2 separate regions of the Mus musculus genome follow, and region 1 is linked to region 2. Evidence: chromatin contacts called from public Micro-C data. All regions are on one chromosome and are shown on one strand. Each heading gives the region's core, a stretch centred on a gene start, on an enhancer-like site or on the middle of the called end of the contact. The rest is flanking DNA. Distances are from core to core; before and after follow the strand shown. Region 1 overlaps Plxdc2 (plexin domain containing 2). Region 2 holds the start of Plxdc2 (plexin domain containing 2).

The links. Hi-C and Micro-C count contacts between places; a contact is called where the count stands out from the background.
Region 1: a contact with region 2 is called in a Micro-C map of granulosa cells, with 1.9 times the contacts expected there. The contact joins the enhancer-like site here to the promoter of Plxdc2 in region 2. A contact is called at or near these places in 10 of 484 Hi-C or Micro-C datasets (the Ba/F3 cell line, adipose-derived mesenchymal stem cells, embryonic fibroblasts and 4 more), 4 of 115 datasets of contacts at active chromatin or transcription factors (CD8 T cells, embryonic stem cells, kidney and 1 more) and 1 of 9 other capture datasets (adipose tissue).

The regions. Positions count from the first base shown.
Region 1 is chr2:16,405,091-16,409,607 of GRCm38.p6, forward strand. The region is part of intron 1 of Plxdc2 (plexin domain containing 2); the gene reads left to right. Among named protein-coding and RNA genes, the nearest start is that of Plxdc2, 51 kb to the left of the region's middle. Within about 2 kb of position 1,636, at least 39 of the 459 cell types and tissues checked have an H3K27ac peak or open chromatin away from gene starts, as enhancers often do. A contact at or near this core is called in adipose tissue, adipose-derived mesenchymal stem cells, embryonic fibroblasts and 2 more, where this site is marked.
Region 2 is chr2:16,354,123-16,358,553 of GRCm38.p6, forward strand. Plxdc2 (plexin domain containing 2) reads left to right here and starts at 2,182. Exons shown (of 14, transcript NM_026162.6): 1 at 2,182-3,115. The coding sequence starts at 3,004.

The sequences.
Region 1 (4,517 bases), core at 386-2,885, 50 kb after region 2:
AAGAAAGCAATCCCAAGTGGGGAGGGAGCGACCTGGGAGGGAAAGTGGACAGGGGAGGAAGCAGGGAGAGGGGAGCCTGCTCTTTGTGTCTTTTGAGGCAAGCAGAAGGTGGTTTTGCTCTGCTAGATGTAAAATGAACCCATCTCTTCCTACTTGACTCTTCATAATGAATTGATGTCTGGCAAACTTGAGTCTTCATCTCCCAGTTCAATTTTTCATGGCATTCAAAATGCTAAGGATGTAAATGTGCTGCTGTGTTTGAAACTCTGCTGATGAGTAGACATTCTTTTGATAAATGTTGGGTTCTTATCTTGTTTGCTTTCTCAAAAACTGTATTTGGCAAAGACATCTGTGTAGATCTCAGTTCAAAACAATCCCCGTCCCTGGGAAGAGTTGAGAAAGGGCTGCGCACTAATGCGCCAGGGCAGAAGCACTTGCTTGACTGCTCCATGACATGGGCATTTTTGCATTTTCTACTTAGGAGTTTACATCCAGGACGGCTAACTGATGATATGTGAGGGTTCAAGGAGCAGACCATCAGAAGGTGCATCCCAGGTTACAGATAAACATCAATTTCCCCTCACGCAGCCCCCCAAAGGCAAAATACAACCCTTTAAATCCCCGTGCTCTTTTGCACACTCACCTGACATTTTTGTTCCAATGAGTTAGTGAAACAGAAACCTAAAGCAGTAAACCTTCTGGTTAAGCCAGCTTCTTTGTTTAGATGCTTTTGCTATTTCACTAAGGAAAGGGTGGCTGTTTTACTTTTTATACAGCAGGGTCTGATGATTTCTATAGCTCATATATTAAAGATCATCAGACTTTTAAAATATTCAGTTCAAGACAATAAGTAAGCTAAATATTGGATAACAGAGAACAGAGAAAAATATATTTTATTGGTCATGGTTCAGAAAATGTAGCAATTGATTTTTCTTGTTCTTCTAAGGTATAAAATTATACTTCATGAGTCTGAATCAAATATAAAAATTCATAAAGTATGTCACCCTATGACTAATTGAAACCATTATTCATAAAAATGTGAAATTACTTTAAAATAAAAGGGAAAACTGTGTAAGTTAGAGAAATTTTCTGCTTGTTCTGTCTGAGAAGGTTATTTTATTTGAAGTTTTTGTGATGATTCATTATATTTCTATTTCTTGTGTGTTAAGATACATTACTGTCTGGAACATGGACTTAGAAAACAGTGGAAAATAGCACTTTAAACTCGGGTTTACTATCCCAATTTTGACTTGATCTACTCTATCAGCATAAGAATAGGCTTTTTAATATTTTGAGTAAATAACATCATGTGTACTTCTAGCATTATAATAGTATAAGATTTGCTATATGCAGGTATACAGTAGCTCTTCTTATGTGCAAAATATGTACTTCCAAACCACCAGTTGTGTGCTTAAAAGTAGACATTACCAGATTCTCTGTTTTTCCTAGACATACATGTTCATGGTGAAGTGCAACTTGTAAGTTAGATATAATAGGAGATGCATCACAATGTCTAATAGTAAAATGGAAGGATCCTAACAATTTCCTTTAGGAATGTAATATGAATGATCTCACTCTTGGCTCAACCACCACAGGCTGGTGATTCATGCCTTATGGAATACGGCAGAGGGGATGACCCATGTTCTGGGCAAGCTAAAGTGAGACAACATGACATTTTTCATGCTACTGGAAGAGCATGTGGTTTAAAACTTAACTGCTTGTTGGCTTTTGGGTATTTTTACTTAATAAGTTTGAACCCTGGCTGATTATTGATGACTAGGATCTTACTGTTTGTAGATTGTCTCTGAGTACCGTTTTCTGCCCAGACACAGTGAAGAGGAACAGCAAGAGAAGTTGGTATATGTAAAACCCCTGAAAGGTGAGACAGCTGTGGAGACCTGTGCTCCTAACAAACTTGCACCAAGAACCCGCCTCTGGGCACATTCTTGCTAGTAAGACACTTCAATGGTCACATTTTAGGGTAAACTATTTTTACTTTGTCCTAAGCAAAGCATTCAACATACAGATTGTGAAAATTTAGCCAGTTTTTTAATCTTAAGAGTCGCCCCTTCTTAATTCAGAGGAGTACACTGGGCTGGGCTTCACTGTCCAAATTGCCACAAACAAACAAACAAACAAACAAACAAGCAAACAGCTTTGTGTGCTCCAATGGTCCTGTCCTCTCACTGGAATGAATGAACTAAATGAAAGGCTCTTTGGTTATATGTTTTAAAGTCTTTTCTCTATATACTTAATATTTACTCTGCAACATTTTGGCCCTTGGGAATCCCAGAAAACAGTAAGGAGTAAAAAGACCTACAAAATACCTCCACATTCTTCAACATCCTATACAATTTAGTTTTGAAATATATCGTTTCTAATAACACATCTATTGTATGAAGTATTTAAGAAGCAATCCATGCTATCTCTGGCATGGCACCAACAGACAGACCAAACTGTTCTCAGCGTGCAGACTCTCTGACTCAGAACTCTGAAATCTCTCCACCCATCTTTTGAAGTTCCCATGGTGGGCCCCTGTCATGCATGTCCCATACTTCCAAATTCAAATACAGTGGCAGGCGTGTCCTAGTACCCAGCTGAGTCACTGCATGAAGGAAAACACCATACAATCTTAGTTTAGAATCAATAGGCAACACAATTGCTGGGTGCAGAAATTAGCATCCTAATTTTGTAATCTATTTTAAGTTATAAATCCTCCAGTGGTGGATTCCAGCAGATCTACCACCTAAACCAGAGGCCTCTCACTACCTACATTGTGTCTCCATGGTCTCTCTTGTCCAAAAGGAAGTATATTTCCCCTGCCTCCCCTCTTCCTCTCTCTGACCTAGAAGTCCCACCTACTCGCTTAGTGATTGGTTCCTTAAAATATTTATTTATTAGGGGAAGGTTATGTCACACCCATCAACATTTGCAAATGACATTTTAGCCACACTAGAGCATGTTCCATGTTATCTTATTAATAACATTACTCTCACCCAATTATATTTTAATATACTTTTATTTTTTTAGTACATATTTGCTTGTTTGTTTGTTTGTTTGTTGGGAGTGGGGGCACACAGTTGCCACAATCCCTGAGAGGATGTAGGTTCCACTTGAGGAAATAGGTTTGCTCCTCTCATCATGTGCATTTCAGGAGCAAAGCTTGGATGCTCAGCCTTGGCAGCAAGCACCTTTACCAGCTTAGCCATCTTGCAGAGCCATGATACACTTCTTAAGAAAGGTCTTGAGTCATAGTCACCAAACTGAGCATTTTGTAAAACTCCAGATGTGGCCCCTTGGTATGTCTTCCAAGGCGGGGGGGGAATCAATTCTTAAGAGCATCATGGAAGAAAAAATATTTTAACAGGAAACAAAGAATTCCCTTGGGAATTTTATAAACCATAAGAAAAAATGTCTTCTCAAGCCCTTTGTACCCTGAAAGGCCATTGACACACTGTGTGGCCTTTGGACGACAACAGACATTCAGCACTTGCTTTTATTTCTCCTTGAATTATTAAGACATAAAATACAATAAGATAAAATAAATACTAACACACAGGAATTGGACAAAACAAACAGAAGTAAAAGAGCTCAAGAGAAGGCACAAGAAACATAGACCCACTAACACTTACCCTCAAGAATCACATAAACACGTTAAACTGGAAGCCAAAATATACATACAAAAGCCCTTCTACAGATGCATGCAGGCCCTGTGCATGCTGCCTCAGTCTCTGTGGGATCATACGTGTGCCCACTATTTGTCATGTTCATTTAGAGAGCCTTGTTTTCTTCTGTCTTCCATCTCTTTCGGTCTTACACTCTTTCTGTCTCCTCTTCTACAGAGTTTCCTGAACATACACACTCGCCCCCCCCCCTCTCTCTCTCCCTCTCTCCCTCTCCCTCTCCCCCTCCCCCTCCCCCTCCCCCTCCCCTCCCTCTCTCTTTCTCTCTTTCTCTCTTTCTCTCTTTCTCTCTTTCTCTCTCTCTCTCTCTGCATCATGTATGGCTACGAGTCTCTGTATTTATTCTCATCTGCTACAGGAGGAAGTTTCTCTGATAATCTTTGAGCAAAACACTGATCTGTGAGTATAACAATGTCATTAGGGGTAATTATTTTTTGCTATGTTCCTTTTAATAAAAGAGTGATATTTGTTTTTCCACTCCGTCTCTGGGCTATTGGTTTCAGGGTTTTGGTTACCTAGGTAGTGTAAGGTATGGAGTCCATTTTATAAAGTGGGCATGAAGTCAAATTAGATTTTAGTTTAGGTGTTCCCACAAACTTTATGCAACCAATACATTACAATTTCTTGCAGGCAGTATACCATTGTAGAAAAAAAGGATTCCTGAAACTTATAATGTAAGGCTGTTACCTTTCCCCACAGCTTGAGCTATGTTAGAAGGCTCTAGAAATAATAGGAACTCTAGAAAATGGAACATTTAGGAGACACAAACTTTTCGAGCTAGCATAAAGCAGATTTTCACAGTTGATTCTCAGATTTTCTTAAGCTATTTGTCTG
Region 2 (4,431 bases), core at 932-3,431:
TTTTTGTTTGTTTGGTTTTGTTTGTTTGTTTGCTTTGTTTTGTTTTGTTGGTGGTAGTGATTCTGGCAGGTAAATCTCCATCCCAAATAAGCCCCCGGCAGTGAAAACACGACTCAATTAATATGAACACATGATTGTGCCTAGATTGGGCAGGTCTACCGTTATCCTACCATCTTCCACAGTTTATGAGACCCCTTAGAACTTTAGGTTTCTCCAGGTGATGTGCTTTTGCTCCAATTTTCTTCTTTTTCCTCCTCCTCTGCATCCTCTCCCTTTTCTACTTTCTCCTCTCTCTCTCTCTCTCTCTCTCTCTCTCTCTCTCTCTCTCTCTCTCTCTCTCTCTCTCTCTCTCTCTCCTGCTCCACCTTTCCTTTTATCTGCCTAATCATCAGCTCTTCTTTATTTTACAAATTAAGGTGGGAAGCAGGTTTACAGGAAGTCACCTGAGTGCTCATTCCTTGTTCACAACCACTCAAGGGAGAACAGAATTAATATCAAATATAATTAGTAGTCTATCCACAACCGGTGTCAGCCATTCAAAGTGCAGAAGGAAAACTCAACATCGATGACTGTCCCATTAATTTTTCATTAGGAAACCACTCTTTTAAACTTGATGTAAATACTCTAGATACACAGATTGAGATGTAATTGAGGATTTAAAACACTCTTGGTAGAGCAAAAATAAGAGAATTACAGTCTTAAGTCTGGTTGGCAAGAGGACATCAACCACTCAGAAGAAAGCTCAGGATTTATCAAGCATCTTGGAATAATAAAAGGTGTAAGCATGGAGTATTTAAACCTTCACAAATATCCCAAAATAGAGAAACGAGTCTTATTTTAGAGAAAACAGGCTTGTTAATGTTTTCAGTGGAAAGGCAAAAATTTCTGTATCGAATTTTGCAGTAATCTTGGCCCACTTCCAGTGGGTTTTGCTAGATGTTGAGATGGATTCAAAGCATACATGCATGCATTCTTCAAAGCATGGCAAGGCCAAGACAGTAACAAGCTACAGCATCGGCTGAACCCAGAACACTTTCGAATGTGTTTAAATTAGCTCTCCCTTTGTCTTCAAGAAAGAGCATTTCTCTTCAGGCTAGCAGATGATTTAAAAAATTAAGTTCACTTGGCTAATCCTCCTTTCTAGGACCTTCTATGAACTTCAGTATAAAATCTTCCTGATTTGATGCCTGGAGACCTGAGGCTTAAAGCTTAAATAAATTGCTCCTTGTGGAAAAAAAATTGAAGTACTAGCCCAGGCAGTGCTCCAGAACATGTATTTTTCACCAAGGATGCATTGTCTCTTTGCTTTCTATTTAGCCCCATTAAAAGATGGCTAAGTGTATGCAAATTAAATTAAATTAAATGTAAGCGGATAAGGGGCCTGGAAAGGGTTAATGCTGAAGCAGACCCTCAAGCTGAAAAAACAAAAACAAACTAGCAAGCAAAAACCCTTTAAACCCCCTATAGGAAATTCAATGGGCTTCCTGTTTCTTTAAACTCTCCCTTTCCCTCCTTCTGACACTTTACCAAACCGCGGTGGCGGCCTCAGGACCCTGCAGCCCAGAGCCACCTCCACCTCCCTCTGTGCGGGTCTGGGGTAGGAGGGGCTTTTGATGGGATGGGGGCTGGGAGTTGGGGGATGTCAGTAACCCTAGCGACTCAGGTTTGCTCCCCCGCCACCCAACGGTTGCCAGACCAGCCCTCAGTGAGGGATGAAATACTATTAACCCTTTAGTGCCCAGGCGGAAATCAGAAGATAGTGGGCGCTCCCTGGGGGGCCTCATCCCTCTCTACCCGCAGGCTGACACCCAAAAGCCACGGAAGCCTGGAGGGTGCAGGCGGCATCGGTTCCTCTGCAAAGGTCATGAACCGGGTGGGCGGATGGCGTCCGGGAGACTAGAATCTGCCACCGCCCCACTCGCACCAGTCCTCGGGTGTTTGGGGCCGCAATGGTCCTCTGGCTTTCCCCAGCCAGTCTTCTCGGGCTTCATCTGTGGGAGACTTTTCTGGCGCCCCCTCTCCCCCGAGAAAAGCTCAGCCAATGGACAGGTTGGTGCTGGCTGCGGGTTTTGGGAGGAAGGTGGGAGAAGCCTGGAGGAGAGAAGGGGAGGGAGGAGGGCGGAGGGAAGAGAGGAGGGTTCAGCGGTAGATCTAGCAAATGGCAAGCCGCCTTCCCTCCCCAAAGTGTAGAGCTGGAGCGCGGGGGAGCGCGGCGGCGCCTCCGCCACCAAACTCCTGGGGCTCCGCGGCGTTCGGAGCCACCTCCTGCCTAGCCCGGAGGGGCTCTCTTACCAGGCTGCAACCTCACTTTCCCGTTTTTCTTTTTCTTTAAAAAACACCCCCACCTCTCTTCTGCTCACAGCAGCTGGTGCATTCCCGGCTCTACTCTCCGGAGCTGCCCATCCCTCCGGCTGCGGGCGAGGACGCGCGCTCAGCCTTGGGCGAAGCAAAGAAGAAAAACTTGTCAGAGGGGTTTCTCCAGCCTCCACTAACCTCCTTCTCTCGGGAACACCAACCACCCGCCGGGGCCAGACCTAAGTCTGGGAAAGTTCCTCCGGTGCTCAGCGCCCTCTTGAATCTGGAACAGCACCGGCGCAGCCAGTGGAATTAGATCTGTTTTGAACCCAGTGGAGCGCGTCGCGGGCGCTCGGAAGTCACCGTCTGTGGGCGCCCGGGTGGCGCTGCCTGAGAGGACCCGGGAGTTTGCCGACCCTACTGCAAGTGACCTTTCCTCCCCTCACTTGGTTGATTGTGTCTCAGTTGGGGGCTGCGAGGGTGACAAGTTGCAGTGAGAGCTCCCGAAGTTCGGAGAGGGTTCAGCTGTCTCTCCTTCACTTCTGTTACCCGGAGTGAAATCCTAGCGAAACTGTCAGAGGCCTCCGGATCCCACCCAAGACTCACCAGCAGAGCTCGGCCGTGTCGCCCCATCCCCAGGGATAACCCCGGAGCCCAGGGTCTCAAGAAAAAATTCGTTGGGCAGGGGAGAGAGGTCGCGGCAGCGGCATGGCAAGGTTCCGGAGGGCCGACCTGGCCGCAGCAGGAGTTATGTTACTTTGTCACTTTTTAACAGACCGGTTCCAGTTCGCCCACGGGGAGCCTGGACACCATACCAATGGTAAGAAGTACTTTTCTCAATTGTTTTTGTGTGTGGCTGAAGATCCTTCCGGTGTCTTCGAACCTCCATCCTCATCTCACACCCACCCAAAGTATCTGCCCTTGGGAAACTTATCCTAGTTGTTTTTCTGGGAAACTTGAGTTTCTCGAATGGGGAAAGAGGTTTGCTTGATCAAAAGGTGTGGGAAACCAGGACTTCCCTGAAGCTATGATGCTTACTCCACCTGGGCGCCAGGGGGTGGTCCTGCCTAACCCCAAGTAGCCCAAAGAGGTCGGGGTGTGAGAGAGCCTGCTGCTGCGGATACCTCTCTGAATCTTGGTTACATCAGGTTGTTTCCCCTCTGGATTCTCATCCCTTGGAGCTCAGAGGCTCTTCCCTGTGCGCCGCGGAAGGGATGGATGGATGAACAATCTGATGACAGTCAGGGATGGCAGGTCGCCCCGTGCCAAGGGAAAACGCCTTGTGTCTGCACATCCCTCCTTCAGGCTATCCTCACTAGTTTTCTCATTGTGGGGTTACTAAGTGGATGCAGTAGAAGCAGCGGGGTTCAGGGATAGAGAAGAGGTGGAGAAGATGGGGACCAGTCGTGCCTATGAGGACAAGCCCTGGCCCCATTGTCCTCTGCCTGTCTGTTTCACAGACAGGCCCCAACATGCCAGCAGTTCCTCAGGGTTTCTTGACACTGTCCCTGGAGGAGAAGGGCCTCCAGATACTTGCAATTGGCCGCACCCTGTGCCCTGGTGATCTGTCTGGTTAGGTGTGTGGTAGTGAAGTGTCCTCCTACTGAGCAGGGACTGGCTAATCCAGCTTTCTCCCAAGACCACTCATTCCACTGTGACCCCACAGATTGCTCCCCATCTCTGCCCTTCAGCAAAGAAATGAACAGGCAGGTCAGTGAAACACTGGGGCAGGAATCTGTGAACTCTTGTAGACTCCCAGCAGGAGTGAGAGCAAAGAGCACTTGAAGAGAAAAAGAAAGGAAAACTTCCTGGTTAGGACAATCACTTTGGTTCTGTTTTGCTCTGTACACCTCTTTGTTTAATTCAAGAAAGACTGGTAAATGGTTCTTCAGAAAGTATGCATGTATACCCAGCTGTCAGCCTTCAAGGAGTCACAGAAAGAAGTCCGGGAGGTACACCTGGGGACTCCAGGTGAGAATAAGAGTTTACAAAAACCTTGAATAAAATGTTACCATCTTGAGACAAATAGGATAATCCAAGTCATGCGTGTACCTGAGTTGCAAATTTTAAGAGAGGAAAAAAATTACTTTCTTGGTGCTCCTATTTAAGGCTGGCTCCTATTTAAGTGTGTGTGTG